Linked DNA regions of Mus musculus: regions 2 and 3 are each linked to region 1. A link is a contact called in public ChIA-PET and HiChIP or PLAC-seq data. All regions are on one chromosome and are shown on one strand. Each heading gives the region's core, a stretch centred on a gene start, on an enhancer-like site or on the middle of the called end of the contact. The rest is flanking DNA. Distances are from core to core; before and after follow the strand shown.

Region 1 (3,236 bases), core at 433-2,932:
TGGGCACCAAACCCATCTCTTAAACTAGTCTCTGTAGTTTCTTCCAAGCCTGACATGAACAAATTGCAGTTTATAAAAATGAAAATACTTCTGTGTCTCATCCATTGCTCTTCCTCCTAGGGACCCTGGGAAACGGCGTGCCAGGGCCTCCTCGTGCCCTAGCAGCTCAGACCTGAGCAGGAAGGAAACCAGGGCAGGTGAGTGTGCCTCTCTGCCCTCAGCATCATAGCAGATGAGAGTGCCTCTCCTCCTTCAGCATCCAGAGCAGGTGAGAGTGCCTCTCCTCCTTCAGCATCCAGAGCAGGTGAGTGTGCCTCTCCGCCTTCAGCATCCAGAGCAGGTGAGTGTGCCTCTCCGCCTTCAGCATCCTTCATTCTCAAGATCTTTGTGCTGTTAAACAGTGTGACTTGTTTTTCAAAGACAAATGTTAGGTGGAAGTCAAGGAGAGTCTAGAGTGCCACACCGAGCCCTTAGTAACTCTGTTCGACAACTTCAGGAACTGGATCCAACTTGCTCAGAAACCATTTGTTTTCTAAGTTTTCATTTTTCACTGCCGTCTTAAACCAGTATCCAGGTCTGCTGCCTTCAATGTAGACAGAAACTCACAGAAATTATAGCTTGAAGGTATCTGGAGGGTTTGTGTGCAGATTTAATATCAGTGTAAATCTAAACTTAAGTTCAAAAGCATTGCCCACTTAAATGAAGAAGGTTTTAATTCTTCAAGATTTTTTGTTTTTTGTTTTTGTCTTTAAAATAAAGAAAAAGATACAAATGTGGCACATTGTTAACATTGGACCAAACTAGTCAGGGTAGGACAGCTGTCTGTTACATTAAATGAAACTATATTATGAAAGCCCTTTAGGGACTTTATTCTGCCTGAGGAAATATGAAATAATACAGACCAATGGTTAGAAATGGTGCAAAGTCAGGCAGTGAGAAAAATGAGCCAGGGAACATTTGTTACACTATACCACTGTAACATTGTAACACTGTAACATTGTAACACTGTAACATTGTAACATTGACTGTACAACACAAGCAGCAGGTGAAACCTTAAGTTGTGGAAACAAGAGTTAGGGAGCTCTGTGTCACACCTAGAAAAACAAACATGCTGTCACCCCCATTTCAAAGGCTGGTGACCCCCCCCCCCATGGGGAAGGATCTAGATAAGGCAGGCATAAGAAGGTTTTAAGCCTTCAAGGTTTTTGTTGTTGTTGTTGTCTTTAAAATAAAAAGATACAAACGTAGCACATTATTAGCATTGAACCAAACTATTCAGGGTAGGACAGTGTCTGTTATATTCTTCATAGTTTTTTTTTTTCATTTCACACAAAAGTTTATGTCGGGCTCTATGAGTACACATCTATAATCTGAACATTTTGGAAACAGAGACAGGGTTATGAATTGCAGGCCATTCTGAGCTACAGTAAGACCTTGTCTCAACAAAAATAAAAAATGATGATAAATGATATCAATCTAGCACCGTGTAAAAGATGTTATCTTCAAACTAGCCCCTCACCAGTAAGGAGACAGTTAGTGGTCACCTGCAATGTATCTAGAACTCAGGAGAATCTAAGCCTTCCAATTCCCTAGACAACATTGTTGCTAAGGGGTTTACGTTTGCATGCTAAAAACACCAGCCAATGCTAACAATGTATCAAGCTGTTGGGTCCAAAGCTGAAAGCTGTGGTTAACAGCTATAACCACGGAGACAGCAGAATCTTCAAAAACAGGCAGTATTTCTTGCCTGACTTACCCAATTTTCCTGTTGAATCATTATTTTTATATTTAGCAAGCAGTGAACCTAGATGAAAGTCCTTTTTAAAATTTGAAGTTGTTCCCCAAGACTGGGCCACACTGTGTGTTTGTAGACATGCTTCAGTTTCTAGAATTCACTGGGGATAGGGTATGGAATGGAGGTGATGGGGGCAGTGAGGACCACATGGGGATACAGAAGCAAGGCCATAGCAAGACACAACCACATTAGTGGGGATTCCTGGGAGACGACCGAGAAGAAATTCTTATACCACAGTGTTTAGCTAACTTCTCAAAATGAGTCTGAGAAGTCTCAGAAGGGTCTGGAGGTAACTAAACTTGGGTGATTTCTGACTCATCTTGATAATCATTTCTTCCTGGGGGGAGCATGTTGACTGATTTCACTCTTCCTGGGGAACTAGTTGATCGCTCAGCTTTACATTGAAAAGCACACTGTGTAGGGGTTTCGTTTTGGTTTTTTGTTTTTTTTTTAAGACCACATGGATTTAAAGCCTGAATTTCTAGTAATTTGGGGTTTTGATGTGTTAGAGCAGGTTCCTACTCCAATAGATGATGCCACAGCTCAATGTCAGAGTCTTTTTCTCGAACCCTTTACCATATTTTTTGAGATGGTCTCTCGTTGGACATGGAGCCACATTCTGGCCACACTGAGCTGGTCAGTGAGCTCGCAGGATCTGCCTGTTTCTGCTCCTCTGCTCTGGGGTTACAGCACCATGCCTGGCTTCTTTTATATGTGCTGGGGATCCAAGCCTGGGTCCTGAAGCTTGCAGCAGCAGGTGCCTTACCCACCGAGCCATCTCCCCAACCTGCTTTCTAGCAAATTTAAGTGTTTCCTATATATGTCAAGGAAATTGACTGTTGTTGACTTAACAACTTCTGGCTTTTTGTTTGCCTTCTTCAATACTGAGTCTGTTCATATCCTTTGGCCTCTAAGTGGATTAATTACCTAGGACTATGAGCGGCGGTCTTCTTATACTGCGTGGCTATTTGTATTTACTTTTAGAATTACATGCTTGTTTGTTTTGTTTGTTTAATGTGAGTACATGGTTGCTCTCTTCAGACACACCAGAAGAGGGCATCGGATCCCATAGCAGATGCTTGTGAGCCACCATGTGGTTGCTGGGAACTGAACTCAGGACCTCTGGAAGAGCAGTCAGGGCTCTTAACCGCTGAGCCATCTCTCCAGCCCCATGTGCATGTTTTATCCAGTTCAAGCACACTCAAAAATCCAAAAAGCAGAGATGATGGTCTACAGTCTTTTGTCTGCCATTCTGAAAACCTCAACATCCCAAACGTTGAAATAGCTCTAGTGGCAATGGCAGATCCGACCAGAGCTGTAGTGTTGGCCCCTCTAGTGTGAGCGTTCACGTGTTACGCTGGAGGGTGGTGCTCCGAAGTCCCTGTTGTGAACACTGCTTTCATTCTGAGATCCAGGCATTTCTGAAGCCTGCACCACACCT
Region 2 (2,917 bases), core at 218-2,717, 440 kb after region 1:
TTTATACATTGCTATAGTTTGGGTTTCAGATATCTCCCAGAGGTCCACTGTATTGATAAGATTTTTGTCACGGTGACATATGCTAGTCATCTGGGATGAGGGACAAGCAACTGAGAACTGCCTCCATTAGATTAGCCCATGGGCCTATCTATAGCACATGTTCTTGATTAGTGATTGATGTCCACTGTGGGCGGTGACACCCCTAGGGAGGTAGTCCTGGATTGCATAAGAGAACAGCCTGAGCAAGCCATGGAAAGCTAGCCAGTAAGCTGGCTCCCTCTGATTAAGTTCCTGCCTTGGCGTCCCTCTAGGATAGTCTGTAACCTATAAACCAATTAAATGGTTTCCTCACCAAACATTTTAGTCAGTGTTTTAACAGAGCAACAGAGAGGCAAACTCTAAGACAGCCTCTCTCTGGGGCACTGAAGTGAAGGCTACCCATTCACTACTCCATCAAAAAATAAAAATTAAAAACTATTTTGAGCAAACTTTGAAGGAAGTGTGGCTTAAATGGGATGGACTGGTTTATCCAGTAGCAGCCATTTCAAGGCAGCACAGCATCTGCATCAGCAACACAGGCATTGTGAGCTGCTTTTTGCAAACTTACTGTGAAAATTAGGACAAAGAGTAACAGAAAGGATAAGTTCAGACAGCTTGTAGCACTATCACTGAAAGAGTGTTCAGGCCACTGCAAAGAAGGGTATAGCTGCTGAGGAGATTAGCATCAACACAAAGAAGCTACATGGCCAGTCGTATTATTTGAATACTTTTCATCACCGGGGAGTGCAACTGTAATAGGATTAGGAGATGTGGCTTTGCAGAATTTGCCACCATGCTCTCCACCATAATAATGGACTGACGGTCTGAAGCTGCAAGCAAGCCCCAATCAAATGTTTTCCTTTGTAAGAGTTGCTGTGGTCATGGCGTCCCTTCACAGCAATGAGAGCAATGACTAAGACAGTGGTGGGGCTGAGTTCCAAATGCCACCCTCCTTACCTCTCCAGAGTAGCAACACAAGTTCCACTGGCAATCAAGACTAGTAGATGCATTTTTTGCTGCATATTGGGTTTTTTAAAAATGTGAACATGTGTGCAGTGCATGTGAAAGCCACAAGAAGAGACCAGAGCCACTGCCCTTAACTGCCAGGCCTTTTCTCTAGCCTCTTCAGATTGGATTAATTTGCATGAGCCCAGGTAGCAGTTGTCTGAGGTCTTATGTCACTGAAACTATTGCAGCATCCCCAGTTATAACATCTTATGGAAACTCAGACCTCCTCCAGCCTTACAGACCTAAGACTGAAGAAATGTGAAAGGCCACTCTCATTACCCAACTGTGATGCTCAAGGCTACATTCTCTAACTTAGAACATGTGCTGGTATCTCCTGACTAATGTCAAAACTGAATACTCAGGAAGCTATTGTATCTCTCAATTAGGCCAGGTACTTCCTGGTAAAGGGCATGTTGGCTTCATGAATTTGAGGTTACCACAGTATTTCCTGTGCTATTAAACTGATTCCTTGCTTAGCAGTAATACTATATAGGGCTGGGGAACGGCTCAGTGGGGAAAGTGATTGTTGTAAAAGATCAGGACCTAGTTTAGATCCTTAGCACTCAAAAGCAGCATGTGATGGTGCCCACCAGTAATCCCAGTCCCGGGAGGAAGGAGGAGACAGGAAGGTCCCAGAGACTCACTGATCAGCCAGCCAGTCTAGTCAATCAGTGAAGGTCCTAGTTCAATGAGAGGACCCTGTCTCAAAAAACAAGATAAAGAACAATTGAAAGACATCTGAACATGTATGCACACACATGCACATAAGTACACACACACACATCACTACTACAGGAATGTCATTATGATTGTCTTGGTGTTCTATAGATGTGATGAGACACTATGACCATGGCAACTCTTATAAAGAAAAGCATTTAATTGAGGGGGGTTTACAGTTTCAGAGCTTCAGTCCATTGCCACTGTGAAAGGGAGTGTGGCAGCATGCAGGCAGACGTAGTGCTGGAGAAGGAGCTGAGAGCTCTACATCTAGATCCATAGGCAGCAGCAGGAGACTCTTGGCTTGGCATGGGTTTCTGAAACCTCAAAGCCCATCCCTAGTGACAACATTCCCTTGTTGGAGGAATCTAACAAGGCCACACCCTCCAATCCTTTCAGATAGTGCCAACAGACCAAGCATTCAGATCTATGAGCCTATTGGGGCCACTTTCATTCAAACTACCACAATGATGAGTGAAGCAACCACGAGTACATGAATGGAATGGTAATGCTGGCAGGTATGTTATGGACAAGGGAGGCAGTCCTTATCCAGAATATGTACTTGTACATATGTGAAGATGAAGCTCTGATTCCTCTTTTATTATTATTTTATTTATTATTATATCTACGTCAGATCTCATTACAGATGGCTGTGAGCCACCATGTGGTTGTTGGGATTTAATTTTTTTGTTTGTTTGGTTTTTTTTGGTTTTTCGAGACAGGGTTTCTTGTATAGCCCTGGCTGTCCTGGAACTCACTCTGTAGACCAGGCTGGCCTCAAACTCAGAAATCCACCTGCCTCTGCCTCCCGAGTGCTGGGATTAAAGGCATGCACCACCATGCCTGGCTGGTTGTTGGGATTTGAACTCAGGACCTTCGGAAGAGTAGTCAGTGCTCTTAACCGCTGAGCCATCTCACCAGCCCCACTGATTCCTTCTTAATGACATAGCAAACTCCAGACCAGTGAGAGACTCTGCTCCACCTCCCTCCTCCTCAAAAAAAAAAAAAAAAAAAAAAAGTGAGTAAAATGCTTGCCATGGGAACAGGAGGACCTGAGTTTGAATCACCAGAACCCTCATAAGCAAGGTGCACTAGTGCACATCTTATTTCGGTTCTCCTAAGATGAAATGGGAGATGGAGACAAGAGAAACCT
Region 3 (3,315 bases), core at 668-3,167, 490 kb after region 1:
CCCTTTGTATCTTTTAATGGTTGAAAATAATCAAAAGATGAATTATATTTCATGTTATATCAAAATTATATATGTCTAACTCAGCATCTACAATAAAGTCTTTTTTAAAAAGATTTATTTATTTATTATATGTAAGTACACTGTAGCTGTCTTCAGACACTCCAGAAGAGGGAGTCAGATCTCCTTAAGGACACTCCAGAAGAGGGAGTCAGATCTCATTAAGGATGGTTGTGAGCCATCATGTGGTTGCTGGAATTTGAACTCAGGACCTTCGGAAGAGCAGTCAGTGTTTGTTGTGACTTAATCCCTGAGCCATCTCTCCAGCCCCTACAATAAAGTTTTATTAGAACACTTATATCCTGTGTCCACCGCTTTGCTTTGTTATGAAGACAAAGTATTAATAACTATGTAGCCCAGGCTGGCCATCAACTTCCTGTCTTGGCCTTTTGGGTGCCTGTGTTACCATACCTGGGCACACTGTTTTTCTCAACATAAGTCTAAGACTGTGTCCCAGAACACCTAACATATTTACTAATTGAACTTCCCAGGAAGAAAAAAAAAAGGTTGCAAACACTTTGCCTGCAGTGTGGAACAACCACAGGAAATATTAATGTCTTAAGAGAGTCAAACAAGAAAGAGAGAGAGAGAGAGAGAGAGAGAGAGAGAGAGAGAGAAGGGAGGAAGGAAGGAAGGCCACTTTAGCTGTAAGACACTGGTTCATGTCTCAAAAATACCAAAAAAAAAAAAAAAACCCAATAAAGAAACAAACACAAGCACTAAGCCTTCATCTTCCAACACACACACAAGACAGCACTTTCACTCTGGATGCTAGAGCAAGCAAGGGTGTGTGTGTGTGTGTGTGTGTGTGTGTGTGTGTGTGTGTTCTGAGGGTGAATTCTACTGCCCTTGCTCTCCAGCTGGAAAAAACAAGCACAAACAAACTAGTTGCTGGCTCAGGGCTGCGTGTATTTCACCACCGTACCCCCCAGGTTTTTTCCTGTTTCCAGGTAGCAGGCGTGCTGCGGCATGATTGACCTGGCTACATTTGTTTGTTTCCTGGTGCATAAAATATCATTCTACATGTTTACAAATTCATACTTGGATTCTTCACAGCACTTCTGGGACATCTCTTAAAAATCTGAAAAGTATCTGATTCTGCTAAAATGCAGAAACAACTACAGAAATTATAAAGGAAAGGCCCTTCCAAAATTAAAGTACTAAAAAAAATCACAAGTGTTTTTTTCTTTTCTTTTCTTTTTTTTTTTTAAACTAGAGGCGGGGAGGCTGAGGTGGTATCTGGGGCACCGGGTTACCTCAGCGATGGTCCTGAAAGCTGGAGCTTTTGAATATTTTCCCGTAATTTTGAATTTTGTAAATCCATAATCCAATAAAAAATTTCACGTGAACTAGCATTTCCATGCATAGGTGTTCCGAAATTACCATTTTCCCAATACGGATCCCCGCGAACGCTCGCTCGCGCTCCGAGTCTCTTCCAGGTCGCCCTTCCTTGCGACCAGCATTTGTTCTCTATGCCCCCATCCAGCCCTAGGACAGAACGTGGACCCCCGCCCGCCAGCGCAGGCGACACCGCGGCAGGGGGCTGAGGTGCGCACGGCGTCTGGGGCGAGGGGTTACCTCAGCGATGGTCTTTGACACCTGAAAGCTGGAGCTTTTGAAGAGCCCCACCACCTTCAGCTTCAGGGGCGGCTCGGGCGGCAACCGCACGTGACATGCTGGGGGCTTCGACTTGGGCCGGCACGGCTGCTGGGTGGCCATGGCAGGGACAGCAGAGAGCCCGGAACACAAATAGTGCGAGTCGCCAGGGCAACCGCGTGGCTCCTCCCCGAACGCCCGCAAGGGGCGGGACCTGAGTGAGTTCGTGGGCGGGGCCTCGCATCAACTTCAAGCCTGTTGCTGGTGGAAGCCGAGCCGGGAACAAGGGAGGAACCTGTAGGCCGCGGTGCGGAGAACCCACCGAAGGACCTAAGAATCTGGAACAGTCCACCCGAGATTCCTTCCAGGACTGCCGGCGGCCTCGCGCAGCCAGCCCGGGATTTGCAGCCGACCTTCTTTCCGGGTGGAAGGACGGCCTTTGTCCCAGTAACGCAGGAGTCGCCCCCCACCCCCAACCAGCTCGCGTTCCTGGGTCGGGGCAGCGCAGGACAGGGCAATAAGCCTGTGCGCGCAATCCGCCTCGCCGCCCTTGCTCCGAAGCACTCCAGCCATGAAGCTCAACTTTTCTCTACGGCTGAGAGTTTTCAATCTCAACTGCTGGTAAGTAAGTGCTCCCAGGCGTGGGCTGCAGCCTCGGAGCCACCTTCCAGTCCCCTCTCGCACATGCCTAGGAAGGAAGCAGGTCTTCTTCAGCCGAGCTAGACCCTGTCCTTCCCGAACCACCAAAGTCCACATCGCCTAAAGACCAGAGCTTGGGTGGTTGCAGCAATCACCAAAGTCCCTATCATCCAAAGCTGAGGTGATGACAGCAGTAATCGTCCCAAACCTGGCCCATGTCTTTCCTTTTAAATGATTTACTTTTATTTTATGTACATTTGGTGTTTTGCCTGTATGTATGTCTGTGTGAAGGTGCCAGATTCTCTGGAACTGGAGTTACAGACAGTTGTAAGCTGTCATGTGCTTGCTGGAAATTGAACTGCTGACCCATCTCTTCTGCCCCCTGCGTCCTCCACCCCTTTTAGGGACATCCCCTACCTGAGCAAACATAGGGCGGACCGCATGAAGCGCTTGGGAGACTTTCTGAACTTGGAAAACTTTGATCTGGCTCTCCTGGAGGAGGTGAGGTTGTAGGGCAGGCTAGGTTGGAGGAGGGCAGCAGGCGGCAGGCGGCGCAGGAAAACTGTTCTGTCTGGGATGAAATCCAAGCAAGTATCCTCACCTTCTTCCTCAGGTGTGGAGTGAGCAGGACTTCCAGTACCTAAGGCAAAGGCTATCGCTCACCTATCCAGATGCACACTACTTCAGAAGGTGAAAAGCCTGTGTTCTCAGCCTGTTCTCAGACGAGGAAGCTCTCCAACATTCTTGCTTGCACCCTCGATCTTCTTCCTCTGGGTGTGAGAAGAGCAGGCCGTCACCCTCATCTTGCAAGGGCTGCTGTCTTAGGCTTTGTTCTGGGGTTGATCTTAGCAGTAGAGCTGGGAGACCGCGGAGGGGAAGAGGGCTGGCTGGGTACTCCCCTCCTTGCTCTTCTGGTTATTAAGCAAGAGTTGGTTTTCAGCGGGATGATAGGCAGTGGCCTCTGTGTGTTCTCCAAACACCCAATCCAGGAAATCTTCCAGCATGTCTACAGTCTGAATGGTT

The links. ChIA-PET counts read pairs in DNA pulled down with a chosen protein or histone mark. HiChIP or PLAC-seq counts read pairs in DNA pulled down with a chosen protein or histone mark.
Region 2: a contact with region 1 is called in a BATF HiChIP or PLAC-seq map of CD8 T cells, with 5 read pairs. The contact joins two enhancer-like sites. A contact is called at or near these places in 7 of 39 promoter capture datasets (the 3T3-L1 cell line, 3T3-L1-derived adipocytes, the HPC-7 cell line and 3 more), 2 of 484 Hi-C or Micro-C datasets (the C10 cell line and cortical neurons) and 1 of 115 datasets of contacts at active chromatin or transcription factors (CD8 T cells).
Region 3: a contact with region 1 is called in an RNA polymerase II ChIA-PET map of memory CD8 T cells, with 11 read pairs. The contact joins the promoter of Smpd2 here to the enhancer-like site in region 1. A contact is called at or near these places in 7 of 39 promoter capture datasets (the 3T3-L1 cell line, 3T3-L1-derived adipocytes, the C10 cell line and 4 more), 7 of 484 Hi-C or Micro-C datasets (the Ba/F3 cell line, the G1E-ER4 cell line, the HPC-7 cell line and 3 more), 1 of 115 datasets of contacts at active chromatin or transcription factors (memory CD8 T cells) and 1 of 9 other capture datasets (embryonic stem cells).

Annotation. Positions count from the first base shown.
Region 1 is chr10:41,977,482-41,980,717 of GRCm38.p6, reverse strand. It overlaps Armc2 (armadillo repeat containing 2), which reads left to right. Exons shown (of 18, transcript NM_001034858.3): 6 at 121-197. Among named protein-coding and RNA genes, the nearest start is that of Gm33058, 20 kb to the right of the region's middle. Within about 2 kb of position 1,682, at least 78 of the 459 cell types and tissues checked have an H3K27ac peak or open chromatin away from gene starts, as enhancers often do. A contact at or near this core is called in the Ba/F3 cell line, CD8 T cells, the G1E-ER4 cell line and 4 more, where this site is marked.
Region 2 is chr10:41,535,446-41,538,362 of GRCm38.p6, reverse strand. No RefSeq gene overlaps it. Among named protein-coding and RNA genes, the nearest start is that of Gm17196, 17 kb to the left of the region's middle. Within about 2 kb of position 1,467, at least 10 of the 459 cell types and tissues checked have an H3K27ac peak or open chromatin away from gene starts, as enhancers often do. A contact at or near this core is called in CD8 T cells, where this site is marked.
Region 3 is chr10:41,488,942-41,492,256 of GRCm38.p6, reverse strand. It overlaps Smpd2 (sphingomyelin phosphodiesterase 2, neutral), which reads left to right and starts at 1,917. Exons shown (of 10, transcript NM_009213.2): 1 at 1,917-2,274; 2 at 2,697-2,793; 3 at 2,906-2,982; 4 at 3,233-3,315. The coding sequence starts at 2,225. Ppil6 (peptidylprolyl isomerase (cyclophilin)-like 6) reads right to left here and starts at 1,818. Exons shown (of 8, transcript NM_028430.1): 1 at 1,636-1,818. The coding sequence starts at 1,776.